Linked DNA regions of Xenopus laevis: region 2 is linked to region 1. A link is a contact called in public Hi-C data. All regions are on one chromosome and are shown on one strand. Each heading gives the region's core, a stretch centred on a gene start, on an enhancer-like site or on the middle of the called end of the contact. The rest is flanking DNA. Distances are from core to core; before and after follow the strand shown.

The links. Hi-C and Micro-C count contacts between places; a contact is called where the count stands out from the background.
Region 2: a contact with region 1 is called in a Hi-C map of the XTC cell line, with 5 times the contacts expected there. The contact joins two enhancer-like sites. A contact is called at or near these places in 3 of 4 Hi-C or Micro-C datasets (the XL177 cell line, the XTC cell line and animal cap).

Annotation. Positions count from the first base shown.
Region 1 is chr8L:1,503,643-1,509,502 of Xenopus_laevis_v10.1, forward strand. No RefSeq gene overlaps it. Among protein-coding and RNA genes, the nearest start is that of lmo4.2.L, 5.5 kb to the right of the region's middle. Within about 2 kb of position 4,314, at least 4 of the 7 cell types and tissues checked have an H3K27ac peak or open chromatin away from gene starts, as enhancers often do.
Region 2 is chr8L:1,563,804-1,569,203 of Xenopus_laevis_v10.1, forward strand. All of the region lies in intron 5 of LOC108698119 (a long non-coding RNA gene), which reads right to left. Among protein-coding and RNA genes, the nearest start is that of slc34a3.L, 25 kb to the right of the region's middle. Within about 2 kb of position 3,973, at least 1 of the 7 cell types and tissues checked has an H3K27ac peak or open chromatin away from gene starts, as enhancers often do.

The DNA of each region.
Region 1 (5,860 bases), core at 3,064-5,563:
GGGACAGGGGCCCGGGCCCCACCACCCACCAACTCCCATTCTCTGACTGCGACTGGGTGAGAGGGGACGGGGCAGAAAGTAAAAGTTATAAGTAAAGGAAAGTTACAAATGAGCCGCACTACTGATTCCCGATGCCCCACTCCCTGCGGCTACGGTTGCCATCTGGCCAGTAAAAATGATGCTTGACCCCAATGTTATTAATAGAGAAAAAATCTAAATATACAGGAGGGCCGGGATTTTATTCCAGAAAAAGTGTCAACTCTACCTGCAGCCCTGGGGCAAAGGCTTCTGTCTGCCCTGAATGTACTGGTACTGTACTGCCCTGAATGTACTGGTACTGTACTGCCCTGAATGTACTGGTACTGTACTGCCCTGAATGTACTGGTACTGTACTGCCCTGAATGTACTGGTACTGTACTGCCCTGAATGTACTGGTACTGTACTGTACTGCCCTGAATGTACTGGTACTGTACTGCCCTGAATGTACTGGTACTGTACTGCCCTGAATGTACTGGTACTGTACTGCCCTGAATGTACTGGTACTGTACTGCCCTGAATGTACTGGTACTGTACTGCCCTGAATGTACTGGTACTGTACTGCCCTGAATCTACTGGTACTGTACTGCCCTGAATGTACTGGTACTGTACTGCCCTGAATGTACTGGTACTGTACTGCCCTGAATCTACTGGTACTGTACTGCCCTGAATGTACTGGTACTGTACTGCCCTGAATGTACTGGTACTGTACTGCCCTGAATGTACTGGTACTGTACTGCCCTGAATGTACTGGTACTGTACTGCCTGAATGTACTGGTACTGTACTGCCCTGAATGTACTGGTACTGTACTGCCCTGAATGTACTGGTACTGTACTGCCCTGAATGTACTGGTACTGTACTGCCCTGAATGTACTGGTACTGTACTGCCCTGAATGTACTGGTACTGTACTGCCCTGAATGTACTGGTACTGTACTGCCCTGAATGTACTGGTACTGTACTGCCCTGAATGTACTGGTACTGTACTGCCCTGAATGTACTGGTACTGTACTGCCTGAATGTACTGGTACTGTACTGCCCTGAATGTACTGGTACTGTACTGCCCTGAATGTACTGGTACTGTACTGCCCTGAATGTACTGGTACTGTACTGCCCTGAATGTACTTGGTACTGTACTGCCCTGAATGTACTGGTACTGTACTGCCCTGAATGTACTGGTACTGTACTGCCCTGAATGTACTGGTACTGTACTGCCCTGAATGTACTGGTACTGTACTGCCCTGAATGTACTGGTACTGTACGCTGCCCTGAATGTACTGGTACTGTACTGCCCTGAATGTACTGGTACTGTACTGCCCTGAATGTACTGGTACTGTACTGCCCTGAATGTACTGGTACTGTACTGCCCTGAATGTACTGGTACTGTACTGCCCTGAATGTACTGGTACTGTACTGCCCTGAATGTACTGGTACTGTACTGCCCTGAATGTACTGGTACTGTACTGCCCTGAATGTACTGGTACTGTACTGCCCTGAATGTACTGGTACTGTACTGCCCTGAATGTACTGGTATGTACTGCCCTGAATGTACTGGTACTTGTACTGCCCTGAATGTACTGGTACTGTACTGCCCTGAATGTACTGGTACTGTACCTGCCCTGAATGTACTGGTACTGTACTGCCCTGAATGTAACTGGTGTACTGTACTGCCTGAATGTACTGGTACTGTACTGCCCTGAATGTACTGGTACTAGTACTGCCCTGAATGTACTGGTACTGTACTGCCCTGAATGTACTGGTACTGTACTGCCCTGAATGTACTGGTACTGTACTGCCTGAATGTTACTGGTACTGTACTGCCCTGAATGTACTGGTACTGTTACTGCCCTGAATGTATGGTACTGTACTGCCCTGAATGTACGCTGGTACTGTACTGCCCTGAATGTACTGGTACTGTACTGCCCTGAATGTACTGGTACTGTACTGCCCTGAATGTACTGGTACTGTACTGCCCTGAATTACTGGTACTGTACTGCCCTGAATGTACTGTACTGTACTGCCCTGAATGTACTGGTACTGTACTGTACTGCCCTGGAATGTTACTGGGTACTGTACTGCCCTGAATGTACTGGTACTGTACTGCCCTGAATGTACTGGTACTGCACTGCCCTGAATGTACTGGTACTGTACTGCCCTGAATGTACTGGTACTGTACTGCCCGGTACTGTACTGCCCTGAATGTACTGGTACTGTACTGCCCTTGAATGTACTGGTACTGTACTGCCCTGAATGTACTGGTACTGTACTGCCTGAATGTACTGGTACTGTACTGCCCTGAATGTACTGGTACTGTACTGCCCCTGAATGTACTGGTACTGTACTGCCCTGAATCTACTGGTACTGGTACTGCCCTGAATGTCTGGTACTGTACTGCCCTGAATCTAACTGGTACTGTACTGCCCTGAATGTACTGGTACTGTACTGCCCTGAATCTACTGGTACTGTACTGCCCTGAATGTACTGGTACTGTACTGCCCTGAATCTACTGGTACTGTACTGCCCTGAATCTACTGGTACTGTACTGCCCTGAATGTACTGGTACTGTACTGCCCTGAATGTACTGGTACTGTACTGCCCTGAATGTACTGGTACTGTACTGCCCTGAATGTACTGGTACTGTACTGCCCTGAATGTACTGGTACTGTACTGCCCTGAATCTACTGGTACTGTACTGCCCTGAATGTACTGCGTACTGTACTGCCTGAATCTACTGGTACTGTACTGCCCTGAATGCTACTGGTACCTGTACTGCCCTGAATCTACTGGTACTGTACTGCCCTGAATGTACTGGTACTGTACTGCCCCTGAATCTACTGTACTGTACTGCCCTGAATGTACTGTACTGTACTGCCTGAATCTACTGGTACTGTACTGCCCTGAATGTACTGGTACTGTACTGCCCCTGAATGTACTGGTACTGCACTGCCCTGAATCTACTGGTACTGTACTGCCCCTGAATGTACTGGTACTGTACTGCCCTGAATGTACTGGTACTGTACTGCCCTGAATGTACTGGTATGCACTGCCTGAATGTACTGGTAACTGCACTGCCTGAATGTACTGGTACTGTACTGCCCTGAATGTACTGGTACTGTACTGCCCTGAATGTACTGGTACTGTACTGCCCTGAATGTACTGGTACTGTACTGCCCTGAATGTACTGGTACTGTACTGCCCTGAATGTACTGGTACTGTACTGCCCTGAATGTACTGGTACTGTACTGCCCTGAATGTACTGGTACTGTACTTGCAACTCTTAAGGCCCCCATCCACAGGCCGGGTTGGCAGTTTATTGGGCCGTATGTGTCCGACGGGCGTCCCTGATCGATATTTGGCTGAAAGTCGGTCAGATGCCAATCCCGTCAGATCGTGACCACATCTGTTCGATAATTCGGTCCTGTGATCCGACCGTCCCATATGGCCTCCATTGTGATCTGATCATTGGGCCCTAGGGAATCAGGCCGATATCGCCCACATCAATGTCACCAAACGAGCGTCTCTCCCTGGTATGGCCACCTATAGAGGTCAGGGCACATGGGAATGTTTTGGGCACACAGGTCCCCTCGAAGGATTAAATAAAGTCAGCTCCCTAGTACCCCCTCCTTATTGACACTTGTCCCAGTAGCCCCCCCCATGGGTCATTAATGGGAGTTGGACTAACAAAAAGACATCATTAGAGCCCCCCACCCTGCACTCTAATCCTATTAGGGTCTTTCTATTCATAGCCCCCCCCCCTGTGACTTTATAGCAGGGACACACACACCGCTGACCCCACCACTATGTTTGTATTGAGAGCACAAGAGGCTGATCAGCAAATCTCTGAGAACATCACAGGCTCGTCTTAAATCCACACCAGGGGCCAATGCACGGGGCCACACGCTGCTACAATCCAATACTTGAGTTACGGGAGAGTGGCCCCAGCCTTGTTGCAAAGTCAGGGCCCCAAAATGCAGTAGCAGCCTGTGTTTACCCCCCAGGGTATCGGGGCCCTTGTATCTGTTACACAGTCAGGGGCCCGAGGGGCTGCAGGGGGAGAGCACGAAGGAACAGGTGCCGAATGGAAAGTTTATTTTCCTGTCCAGAGAAATGAAATTAACGAGGCACCGAGGATTTTCATAAACAAATCAGCGGGGGTCCTGGGCCAGAGATAATGAAGCCATTTGCCTTATTGTTGTGGCTCGGCAGGTCGGTGGCTGTAACAATGGGGCCCGTGAGTGAGGGGACAGAGGTGCAGATGAGAGCAGAGCTTTGGGGACAGAGGAAGTGTCAGCTCTTTCTTCCATGACAGCCCATTATGCCTCCAAACACATCTGCACCCCCCGGGGACCCTCACCCTGCCGGCCATTCCCGCCAAACCTGTAGCCAGGAAATGACATGGGGGCAGTCAGAGCAATGGGAGGGGGTACAGGTAACAGGGGTGAGGGGCTGCTGGGGTGGGACCTGCACAGGAACCCGTCTGTCAATACGTTTTACTTTCCCTTTATTTGCCAAATACATTGGGCAGTTTATTTGTTGGCTTTAGCCTAAATGCCACTTTGGATCGAATGCAGTGGGCTCAGTTTCCAGTATGGGGGTCCTTAACTGTGTGTGTGGGGGGGCTAATGAGCAATAGGGGCACATTCCGTGTTTGTGGGGGCAGGATAATTGCAGTCATTGCAACATTGTGTTGTGGCCACTGGGGGGAGCTCTCAGTACAGATTTCTCCCCATTCTGTAATGAGGGGGAACTGTGGAGACATCTTGTGTCCCTTCAGCATGTGACTCGATTTCCCAGCAGCCACTGCTACCCGGCTGTGCAGGAACAGGACTGGGTTCATTACTGATAGGGGTGTCACTCAGTAAATCAGGGAAATCCATTTCATTATGTCTCGTCCGATGTCATTTTAGTGCTGTGAGTGCAGTGGGCGTGTCCTGTGCTCAGCAAGTTATATGGCAGCTCTGCCGGTATTCCCTTCCCTAAAGCTGCCCATAGATGTTGAGATTTTTAAAAGATCAGACCACGATCTTCTCGGAACGATCCTACGAATTGACCATCAACTAAAAAGACCAATTTGGCAGGAAAACAAAGGGGAGCTGCTTGGCCCTGCAAACATAGAGAGATTGCACTGGGGCCAACAAAGATTTTTTGACCCGGCCAATCAATTTCCTGACAGATGTCGGCTGAAAAATCGTGAGATGTACGATCGTTCGAATCCCACTAACCGCACGATAATTTCGAAGGATTGGTCGGACTTCCCTAAAATCGGTCGTCCGGCAAGAAGAATCGTCGCGTCTATGGGGAGCTTTAGTGGCTCACTGGTTGGACCCGTGTGTGGGATTTCAATACATTGTAGATGAGGCTGAAAAACAGACCGTTGTGCTTTAGAGGGAGGGAGACAGGTCGGCCCTGAGGTGGTGGGACAGACAGACAGACAGACGGGAGGGGGGTTATCTTCCTTCTCATTCTGTGGATCTGCTCAGACTCAGAGGTGGAACTCTGATTATCTCTGCTCGTTTACCTTTGGGGCCCTTATCCAGTGTTATTGTTGCCCACCATGAAAGGCCCCGTGTGTTTGGCTTGAGATGGGGGGGGGGGGGTAAGACCTGATAGACAGATATGATGGTAATGAGTATGGTGTGTCCGCTGGCTGCACTCAGTGTCAGGGAATCCAGTGAGCCAGGCTGTAAATAGCCACTCATACCCCCAGGCACATCCATACAGGAGTGTAGACAGGTGCAGTACAGGTGGATCCCTGTCTAATGCCCCTCCCGCATGGGCAGATCGCTATTAGAATAGGTGCCTGCTGCAGACTGCAATGGTCAGTT
Region 2 (5,400 bases), core at 2,723-5,222, 60 kb after region 1:
TGTGCCTCTAATCAGGCTGCAAACAGCAGACATTTAAAGGGTAACTAAAGGTATCACTTTAACATGCTTAGATTGTAAGCTCTATGGGGTATAGGCCTCCTCCCTACTGTGTTTAGCACAGGTCACTTAATCTCTCTATATTTATACTTATTACTATGCTGGTCCAATCTCTGATCATTCCCTGATGCTAATGACTCCTTGCACCTACCAATCTCTGCACTGCTACCAAGCCAGGTAGAGATACACACATGCCTTTTAGCTTTCAGACAAAGTGAAGTTGCCTGGTGCAGTCTGGGAAGGCACTGTACCTTCTGCTGAACTGGAAACCACATCTAATTCAAACTCCCAGGCCCTGTGCAATAGAGCGGGCTCATTATCGATGGTGCGATACAAGGTTGGCTTGTGGCTAAGGCTATAGAGGCCCAAACAGGACGCTGGGGGGACAAGATAACCAGGGACACCATACCAAAGGGTCCAGAAATGGAAGCAGAACATCTGCTTTCTTTTTAAGCTGTTTATTGCACCACGGTCCCCCGCATACCAGGGACAGACCACCAAAGCCCTATTGGTCTGATAAGAGAGTGTCTGTGAGATCAAGATAAAACAGTACAGGAGGGTGAATGGGGAAGTCTAACCAAGAATGGAACTATATTTAGTCTCAACAACAGGTGCGGAAGCCTTTGAGAGACTGGAATGAGTGGTTTCCAGGGCTCAGGGGCCATATTTGCCTTTCACCCCTACATACAAGTGCCATTTCTATTTCTGGTCTGGAGATAGCCCAACCATATAGTTCAGGAAAACTGCAGCACTGCATGACTACTTCCCCTTTAAACCCTGAGCTCGAAAACCCATCTGCGTGAGACCGGGTCCTATGACAAAGGGACAGCAGCACCAATGGGGTTAATAACGGATAGCATGGCATCAATTAGCACTTCTTGCCTTATTCTGGCAGCTTTCAAGTTATTTTTAATGTCAGAGAAAGGCGACTGCTTGGAGGCCGGGGCCGTTGCTGTGCTTTTAATATAAATTAACAAATTAATTCCACGTTAATAGACACGAAGCATCCCCGCTCCTTCAGACCCCAGGTGCTGTAATCAGAGTTAAAATGAAACGACGCCCCCGTTCCAACACGCTCATTTGCATAATTAACGGCTGTCGGCAGCTAATGAGAGTGTGATTATTGGGAAGAAAAGAAGATACTTAATGAGAGACGATTCACAAGAAGCATTGTGGGTATGATGGGACTTGTGTATGTCACTGAGGGGCCAGAGTGGCCACTTACTCCCCGCTGTAGTGCTTAATGGTACGGCCAGAACATCAGCAGAATTAGCTCCCTATAATAAAGAGGATCACTCATCATAAAGGGTCACACAAAGACCAATGTTATCTTAATGCAATGGCATTCAGCTGTCCCAATAGGCATTCAGTGAGATCAACAGCAATTATTAGGCTGGGCAATGTAGAACTGAACCCAACTAGCAACCTCCCCAGGCAAATACATTCCAATTTCCCCAGGACCCAGACATAGAAATTTTATTTTCTGTACTTCCCACTTCTGGGCTGCTATTCTTCCTAGAGTACAGAGGTCCTATTCTCTATTCTTTCCACTCCTGGCCTGTGGTCCTTCCATAGTCAGACAGAAACCCATTCCCTCCCGTACTTACCCAGGTACAACTCTCTGATTCTCTGTACTTCCTGCTCCTGGGCTGCTCTCTTTCCCATGGTCAGACAGGAACCTCCCCCTGGGTAAGTGAATCCAATCTCCCCCAGTACTTACCCAGGTACAGAGCTCTGATTCTCTGTACTTCCTGCTCCTGGGCTGCTCTCTTTCCCATGGTCAGACAGGAACCTCCCCCTGGGTAAGTGAATCCAATCTCCCCCAGTACTTACCCAGGTACAGAGCTCTGATTCTCTGTACTTCCTGCTCCTGGGCTGTTCTCTTTCCCATGGTCAGACAGGAACCTCCCCCTGGGTAAGTGAATCCAATCTCCCCCAGTACTTACCCAGGTACAGAGCTCTGATTCTCTGTACTTCCTGCTCCAGGGCTGCTCTCCTTCCCATGGTCAGACAGGAACCTCCCCCTGGGTAAGTGAATCCAATCTCCCCCAGTACTTACCCAGGTACAGAGCTCAGATTCTCTGTACTTCCTGCTCCTGGGCTGCTCTCTTTCCCATGGTCAGACAGGAACCTCCCCCTGGGTAAGTGAATCCAATCTCCCCCAGTACTTACCCAGGTACAGAGCTCAGATTCTCTGTACTTCCTGCTCCTGGGCTGCTCTCTTTCCCATGGTCAGACAGGAACCTCCCCCTGGGTAAGTGAATCCAATCTCCCCCAGTACTTACCCAGGTACAGAGCTCAGATTCTCTGTACTTCCTGCTCCTGGGCTGCTCTCTTTCCCATGGTCAGACAGGAACCTCCCCCTGGGTAAGTGAATCCAATCTCCCCCAGTACTTACCCAGGTACAGAGCTCAGATTCTCTGTACTTCCTGCTCCTGGGCTGTTCTCTTTCCCATGGTCAGACAGGAACCTCCCCCTGGGTAAGTGAATCCAATTTCCCCCAGTACTTACCCAGGTAAAGAGCTCTGATTCTCTGTACTTCCTGCTCCTGGGCTGTTCTCTTTCCCATGGTCAGACAGGAACCTCCCCCTGGGTAAGTGAATCCAATCTCCCCCAGTACTTACCCAGGTACAGAGCTCTGACTCTCTGTACTTCCTGCTCCTGGGCTGCTCTCTTTCCCATGGTCAGACAAAGGGTGGGGCTTTGTTGAGAGTTTGTCCAGTCACCTGGATGTATTGGGGCAGTGCAAGACTTGAATGTGTGTGCGCAATGATAAGAAAAAAGAGAGTATATTGGGGCATTTTTGTTAGTGTGAAACTCCCAGGGATGATTAGCCAGTGGCTATTTAGCGAGGGCAACACTGTAACAGTAAAAATAAATAGAGCAGTTGGATACAAAGTGGACGGGCCCTTGATACAAGGCTGAATGTATGTGCCATTTGCAGCACTGTAGCGCAGAGAGGATGTGATAGAGTAAAGCAGGATGAATGAATAAAGCTATACATTGAATGGAAACAACTATACATAATATGCTTGATCGGCTCCCCCCATCTCCCTGGGGCCATTAGTGGAGCTGTATTTGCCTCCCTAAATGAATGGAGCCCACCCTGTGCCCATCCCTGCGGCCCCTCAGAAGCTGCCAGTTTGTAGTCATAACAGCAGAGGAAAATAAGTAGAAGAAGCAAATCAATGAAATCTATCTCCCTATTTTGTACCTACCCGCTGGCTGGAATGGAGGGGAGGGGGGTTGGCATTTGTGCGGCACACACTTTGCTGCCAAGCTCTCCGCTCACAATTGCCTCTCAATTGTACAACTCAATTAAGGACAAATAGGCCCCACCAGGCGGGGGGACTGGGACGGCACAAAAAAGAATTCATTCCCAGGGTCCGGCTAGTGAAGGGGGGGGGGTGGCATTTTCAATTACCAGCAAATTTTACTGCAATTTGGCCTTTTTTGCTGAGCCTGCCCCATGCTGAGAATGTAATGGGAGCTGCATGTACAGCCGCCGCTGCTGCTGCACTCAGGTGGGAGAGGGAGGGGGCAGCATAGATTTAAGCACAATAACCCCTTCAGTGCTGGGGCACAGTTTACTTGAAGGAACAAGTGACACCCCAGTTGTTTGTATCCTTGTATGGGCCTAACTGCACTGGGCTGAATTCAACCACCTTCCAGCAGTTGGCTATATAAAAGCTGCTGGCTGCTCTCCTTCCTCTGGACACACAGAGATAGGCCCATATCTGAAGCCTTGAAATCTCCAGGAATAAACCATACAGAATATATAAAAGGGACTGCAAGGAATGAGCCATCTGCATAGAAGCATAATGCAACTACATTTACACACCTTGGCACACTCATTGCAATGCACCAGCACGACTGCAAATATTCACTGTAACTGCAGCTCCACCTGCCCCACATTTAATCTGACCCTGTCTTATCAGCCAGGTTTTATAGAGCAGAAGCAGCTCCTCGGCTGTGGTCACCAGAGAAAGAATAGCCAGAGAGTGCACTTCCCCTTTAAATGCTGTCCCGGCAGAGGCGGTGGCGTTGTATAAAAAGAGAAACTGTATGAAAGAGCCCAGAAGTGAAAGGGACTGTCATGGGGCTGGATATTTCCCCCACTCCAGCACTAATTAGTTACCCCAGCGATAATCTCTGAATGCGGATATTGCTCTAATTAGCAGGATCCCTGCCTGAAGTCACACAAAGAGGGGATTGTGAGGGAGGGAGGTCCCACGCTCTCAGCCTCCAGTCTCTCTCCCAACAAACACGGCCAATCATCACTGCCGCCCAAACAACTTCCTACACAGCAAACAGTTCAAAGCACTGGCAGCCAACCAGGTTTATTTGTGTTGTCCTTAATTACCTATCTGGGTGTCCCTTAGGGCTGCTGCTGGCCAACATGGCAACTGGGTGCCCAAATGAAGGGTGAGCACAAGTGGAATTTTGTCTGGGTGACATTATTGAACATCCAGTATCAGACAGCTCCACAACTCCCAGCACCTTTGACAGTCTTCAGTTGTCCTTGGGTGCATGGAGTTCTACTCAAACGGTTTATAGCTGGAAGGTTGGACATTACTAATGTTACAGTCTACAATTACACCCTTAAGCCTCCCATCTCAGCTTAAGTCTCCCATCTCAGCTTAAGTCTCCCATCTCAGCTTTAGGTCTTCCATCTCACCCTTAAGCCTCCCATCTCAGCTTAAGTCTCCCATCTCAGTTTAAGTCTCCCATCTCAGCTTAAGGCTACCATCTCAGCCTTAGGTCTTCCATCTCACCCTAAAGCCTCCCATCTCACCCTTAATTCTCCAATCTCACCCTAAAGCCTCCATTCTTACCATACAGCCTCCCATCTCACCCTAAAGCCTCCCATCTCACTCTAAAGCCTCCCATCTCAGCCTAAAGCCTCCCATATAACCATACAGCCTCCCATCTTAGCTTTAAGCCTTCTATATCAGCCTTACACTTCTCATCTCACCCTTAAGCCTCCAATCTAACCCTAAAGCTTCCGATCTCAGCCTTCCATCTTCCTTCTCACTTTTAAGCATTCTATCTCAGCCTTCAACCTCCCATCTCACCCTTAAGCCTCCCATCTCAGCCTTATACCTTCTATCTTGTCCTACAGTCTCCTATCTCACTCTTACACCTTTCATCTTGTGCTACAGTCTCCCATCTCACCTTTAAGCCTGCTATCTTGTCCTACAGTCTTCCGCCTGACCCTACAGCCTCCTATCTCAGCCTTACGCCTTCCATCTCACCCATAAGTCTCTCAACCCCTCCTATACTCTCCCATCTTACCCTGTAGTCTCCAATCCTGCCCTACTGTCTCCATCTTGCCCAAGCTCT